Linked DNA regions of Sus scrofa: region 1 is linked to region 2. The links are chromatin contacts, called in public HiChIP or PLAC-seq maps. All regions are on one chromosome and are shown on one strand. Each heading gives the region's core, a stretch centred on a gene start, on an enhancer-like site or on the middle of the called end of the contact. The rest is flanking DNA. Distances are from core to core; before and after follow the strand shown.

What was found. HiChIP or PLAC-seq counts read pairs in DNA pulled down with a chosen protein or histone mark.
Region 1: an H3K27ac HiChIP or PLAC-seq map of alveolar macrophages shows a contact between it and region 2. The contact joins the promoter of LOXL3 here to the promoter of PCGF1 in region 2. A contact is called at or near these places in 1 of 5 promoter capture datasets (fetal liver), 13 of 47 Hi-C or Micro-C datasets (alveolar macrophages, embryonic fibroblasts, epiblast stem cells and 8 more) and 2 of 2 datasets of contacts at active chromatin or transcription factors (alveolar macrophages and skeletal muscle).

The regions. Positions count from the first base shown.
Region 1 is chr3:68,496,684-68,499,383 of Sscrofa11.1, forward strand. It overlaps LOXL3 (lysyl oxidase homolog 3), which reads left to right and starts at 1,431. Exons shown (of 14, transcript XM_021087324.1): 1 at 1,431-1,581. DOK1 (docking protein 1) reads right to left here and starts at 691. Exons shown (of 5, transcript NM_001143705.2): 1 at 595-691; 2 at 1-212. The coding sequence starts at 654.
Region 2 is chr3:68,539,410-68,542,109 of Sscrofa11.1, forward strand. PCGF1 (polycomb group RING finger protein 1) reads left to right here and starts at 1,265. Exons shown (of 9, transcript XM_005674546.3): 1 at 1,265-1,413; 2 at 1,830-1,935; 3 at 2,082-2,234; 4 at 2,667-2,700. The coding sequence starts at 1,321.

The DNA of each region.
Region 1 (2,700 bases), core at 181-2,680, 43 kb before region 2:
AGGCGGAAGGCTGCGGCGCCAGGCTCAGGGGGGCTCTCCACGGCCACCGGGGCCACGCTCACACACTCTGCCAGACGGATCACCTTGCAGTCCAGGCGGCGCGAGCCCCCTCGGCCCCCTCCAGAGCTCGGCCCCTTGTGGTCGAAGAACTCGAGCCGCGCGACGCCGTGGGGGCTGGCCGGGTAGAGCACCGCCCAGGTCTTCCTCCATCTCTGGGGAGACAGAGAGCCGAGGGAAGCTGGGCAGGGACCCGGCAAGTACCCGCGGCCCGGGCCCGACGGGGAAGGAAGGACGCGACCCGAGCCCAGACGGGGAAGGAAGGACCCGCGCAGGCCCATTTCAGGTCTGTGGCTTCCCGACGGCGGGCGAAGTTCCCTAAGGAGGATGCCGCTCTGTCTCCCCAGGACCAGAGGCGGCGTACCCGGAGGCCGGCAGACGCTTCTCCCGAGTGTGTGCAAAACATTTCAGCGGGACCGTCACAGGATCTCTGGCTCCCGGCGCTCCGCTCTATCCCGCTGCCCACCTCCTCCCTCCTGGGCTCAGTCGCCCACCCCTAACTCTGATGGGGGGTTCGACAACCCCTGCCCAGACTACCTTGGTACCGAAACGCTGACTCTGCAAAAACAGCGGCCCTTCCATCACGGCCCCGTCCATGGCCCCCGGCGGTTCCTTCGGCGCTTCCTGGCCCCGCGGGCCCCAGGCGGGGCCGGGCGGAGGGCGGGGCGGGGCGGGGCGGGGCCCGCGGGAGGCGTTCCCGCTCCTCCCCGACCTCCTAGGACCGCGAAAGGGAGGAAGGAGAGGAGCAAGAAGGAAGGGGAGGGGGTACCAGAGAAGCTGCACGGTGCACCACCTCCAGGCCCCTACCCCTATTCCTGGGTGGCTCTACCAAGTGGCTCTCTCAAGAGAAAACTCGTGGTTTCCATCAGAAAGTTCTGGCACCTGGGCTTGGGGACTGTGCGACCTCAGATGCTCAACTTGACTTCGGAATGAAGGCCGTGAAATCACCTCGAAAAATGCCAAAGGGCACACTGGGGCACCGGAGTAACCACGTGGGCCCTCGTGGCCACAATTCCTCCGATGGGACCCATCTCCAGCTAGGTCCGAGATGTGCTGTTTACGACCGGCAGAGCTGGGGATGTGGGGAAGGGCTGGGGACTGGAAGACTTCCCGGAGCGGAGATCCCCGCACGGCACGCAGCCCGCGACGGCCTGCGGCCCCGCGGCCCCTCATGTGCCCAGCTCTCCCGGCCGCAGCTGCCCAGCATCCAACCCCCGGGAAAAGAAAGCTTTATTAAACAGACTGGGAGGGGCGGGGAGGAGGGCGGGAGGGAGGTGGAGCAACAGCAGCGGCCAGCTCTCCAAGGAGGAGGGGGAGAGAAGAGGAGGGAACTGGCCTGCGAGGGATCAAGGGAGAAGGCGGAATGTGGGAGGGCCCAGGGGGACTTGGGAGGAACGAAAGGAGAGGGGGGAGAAAAGGGGGGGATCCAGTCTCCCCTGGCAGAGCACTTTTTTTGGAAGTCCTAGGACTGATCTCCAGGACCAGGACTCTTCTCCCAGCCGCTAGAGCCCCGCTCAGGCCAAGGTAGGGGGAGTCAGGCTGCCGGCAGGATGAAGGGGAGTTGCGGATGGAGAGGATGGTGGAAGGAGCAGGGGAAAGGCGTGATGTGGGATAGAATCAAAGGGAAGCCAACCTACTGAGGGCTCTATTTTTGTCAAAGAAGAGGAAGGCAGGAGGAAAGTGGAGAAAGGAAGCAGGTATTGGGGGGTGGGGTACAGGGTGTTCCAAATAGGGCAGCCGGGAGGGCCCTGAGGCTGGGGGCTCCTCTGTGAGGCCCCATCCCTGGGTCCCCAAGCCAAGATGTGCCCGAACAAAGCTGTCTTGTTGGGTTGTTTGTCTGAGTTGGGGGAAGCATGTTGGGGGTGGGGGGAGCTCCCTGTAGAGGGGCTGTTCTCCGCTCCACACGGAAGGAAAGGCCTTGGCTGAGAAACTGATTGGTGCCCTCGCCTCCGGTTGCCCGGTGATGGCGGTGGCGGTGTTGGCCAGAGGCTTGGACAACCCCACCCCATCCCCCGCAACTTGAGGCCTGGCCCTCCTGGGCCTCTTGACCCTGCAGGGCATGTAGGGTGTGCAGCGAGTTCTCTGATGCATTCTGGTCTTTGCCTGCTCAGCCTGGAATCTGCCCAGAACGGACTCTCTGCCTGGCTGCCATTCAGGGAATGGAGGGTCTCCTAAGCCCCTCCTTGCCTGCCTCTGTCTGACTGGCTGAGTGGGGTCATCTGGGTCCCTCCTGTCTCTGCACGTTGGCACCTGTCAGTCCCCCTCCTCCTCACCTATTGCCTCCTTTTCTCAGCTGCTCTCTGGGTCCCAGGTGCTCTACTGAGCCCCTTCTGGCCGTCTTCAACAGGGTCTCTTTCCACTGTCGGTTTGGTCTCCTTTCATTCTGTTTCCCTTCTCACATCCTGTCTGTCTGGGTCTTCCTCTCAGTGTCTCTTGCTCAGTCTCTCTTTATCTTGACCCGTCTCTGATCTTGGTCTCTAATCTCTGTTTTCTTCTTCTTTTTTTTTTTTTTTGTCTTTTTGCCTTTTGAGGGCCGCTCCTACAGCATATGGAGTTCCCAGGCTGGGGGTCCAATCAGAGCTGTAGCCACCAGCCTACACCACAGCCACAGCAACACCAGATCTGAGCCACATCTGCGACCTA
Region 2 (2,700 bases), core at 15-2,514:
TCGACCAGGGAGGTAAGCAGTGGCTGTAGTGAGAAGTAGTTGATTTAAAAAAAAAAAAATCACTAATCTCATACCTTCTTGCCACTATTCACTCTAATTCACTCTGAAGATAAATGAACAATTATGTTTCTTTCATAGGATTAACTCCTTCCCTTCAAAAAAAAAAAAAAAAAAAACTCTTAGCTCCCTATTGTCCTCAGGCTAGAGTCCCAACTCAATAAGAAGACTATCACTACTCTCAAATCTATGCCTTGGTCTCCTTTCTGTCCCTCTCCGTTCATTTTCCTCCCCTTTGCTTTTCTTTTCTATTTCTAGCACTTCTTGCCCCACTCCCATCACACCCCCGGTCTCTAAACTATGCCCATACAAAGATCCACTTCTTCCAGAAAGCCCGTAGGAGGTCTCCACTGGGATCTCTCCCTTCTTGAGTCTCCAATTGCACTTGATGTTAATACGCCACAGTGCTCTTATTCTGTTCGTTTGTTTTTAATCCCTACATTTTAAAAAGTACCTAGGGACGTTGGTGTACCAAGTGTAGTGGCCCTGCGTCCTTTCCAAGCACGGGACTGGGCCTATGCTACCGCAGGACTCGCTGCCTCAGCGTGTCTGTGCGCGGTAGTGTCCTAGCCGACCTCCCCTCCTCCTTGGGCATCTGCTCTGCATTAGTCTGTCCCAGGCCTCCGCAGGCGCCGATGATTGAATCATCATCATTAACCAGGGCCTGCCCCCCCCATCCTCGGCGGCAGGGGGGAGAATGGGGGCGGGGGTAAGATCACTACCAAGTCTCTGGGGGTCCCTCCCTCCCTGCCACCCTCTCGGAGATTCCGCTAAGCCCCAGGAAACTCCCAGCTGTGGAGCCGGGAGAGGCCCGCCATCGGGATGAAGCTCCATAAAGCGGACGCGTCAAGCCAAGGAGGGCGACACTTCAAGCTCCCGAGGGGCTTCTTTAGCGGGGACTTCGTCACAAGAGATTGATGACCCTGAGCGGTGGCGGGCAGAGACCGCCGGGCCTTTTGGGGTAGAAGGCGGCAGTTTTTTGCAGGCTCCAAAAGTTAGTCCCGAAGTCGTGTAGGGTCTATTATGATGATTTCTATATGAGGTCAATGAGATAGGACCCCGGCCCACGCCCCCCCTCCCCAAGTACGGATTGAGGAGGGGGAGGGGCCAGTGGGGCTCAGGTGAGCACACGGGGAGAGAGGGGTATGGGCGGGGCCTTACAGAGGGTCAGCGAATCCGAAAAGACCTAAGCTGTCGTTGCGAGGCGACAAGTCCCGCCCCGCAGGCGGCACCGGAAGTGGCAGGCCGGGATCAGCCTTTAAGATGGCGTCTCCTCAGGGGGGCCAGATTGCGATCGCGATGAGGCTTCGGAACCAGCTCCAGTCAGTGTACAAGATGGACCCGCTACGGAACGAGGTGCAGGGGCGGCAGGGTTACCACTGTAGTCGGTTAGCTGTGGGAACCGGGGCCGGCTAGAGGACGGGCGGTGGCTGGCTGGGCGCCCAGTGCGCCTGCGCAGAGACAGGGTGCCCAATGCGCCTGCGCGGTTGCGGTCCGGTTGCCAAACTCCGGTCTAGGACGCCTGCGCATTGTGCAGCCTACGTCTCGTAGTCTCCCTTGGGAAAGGAAGATCGGGCGAGTTGGCTTGAACAGAGCCCCTGCTGTGCGCGGAGCCCTCTGCTGGGCGGAGGGAGAGTGTCAGCCTTGGGGAGCTAATCTGACCGCGCAGGGTGCAGGATTGGAGTGGAGTCTGATGAGAGGCGACTTCCAAGTTGTGAAGGCACATGGGATGGGGTTAGGGGAATGATCGTTGACAGAGGGTGTGTCTGCAGGAGGAGGTTCGAGTAAAGATCAAAGACTTGAATGAACACATCGTCTGCTGCTTGTGCGCAGGATACTTCGTGGATGCCACTACCATCACTGAGTGTCTTCATACGTGTGAGTGCCCTGGACCCTGGCTGGTTCTTCCAGGCCCTACTCCCCACCAAGCTAGCTGCCAGCTGCTTGCCCCAACCACCCAGGAACCCCGCCCAGCCCATGAACCCTATTTACGGAGGGCCTGAGAATCTGCTTTTCTCTTGCAGTCTGCAAGAGTTGTATTGTGAAGTACCTCCAAACCAGCAAGTACTGCCCCATGTGCAACATCAAGATCCATGAGACACAGCCACTGCTCAACCTCAAACTGGACCGGGTCATGCAGGACATCGTGTACAAGCTAGTGCCAGGCTTGCAAGACAGTGAGTAACCAACCTGACTTTGAGAGGCCTCTAGAGGACTGATGCTGGGTGGCAGCTTGAGGTGATAAGGGCTTTGGTAGGTAGAGAGGTTGACAGCTAGAAGGACAAAGAGAGGGAGGGTTTATTTATTTATTTATTTATTTATTGTCTTTTCTAGAGCTGCACCTGTGGCATATGGAGGTTCCCAGGCTAGGGGTCGAATCAGAGCTGTAGCTGCTGGCCTACACCACAGCCACAGCAACGTGGGATCCGAGCCACATCTGCGACCTACACCACAGCTCAGAGCAACTCTGGATCCTTAACCCACTGAGCAAGGCCAGGGATCGAACCCGCAACCTCATGGTTCCTAATAGGATTCATTAACCACTGCACCACGAAGGGAACTCCAAGGGAGGGTTTATTCTTTACTTCCCATATTCCACTCCCTTCTAGGTGAAGAGAAACGGATCCGAGAATTCTACCAGTC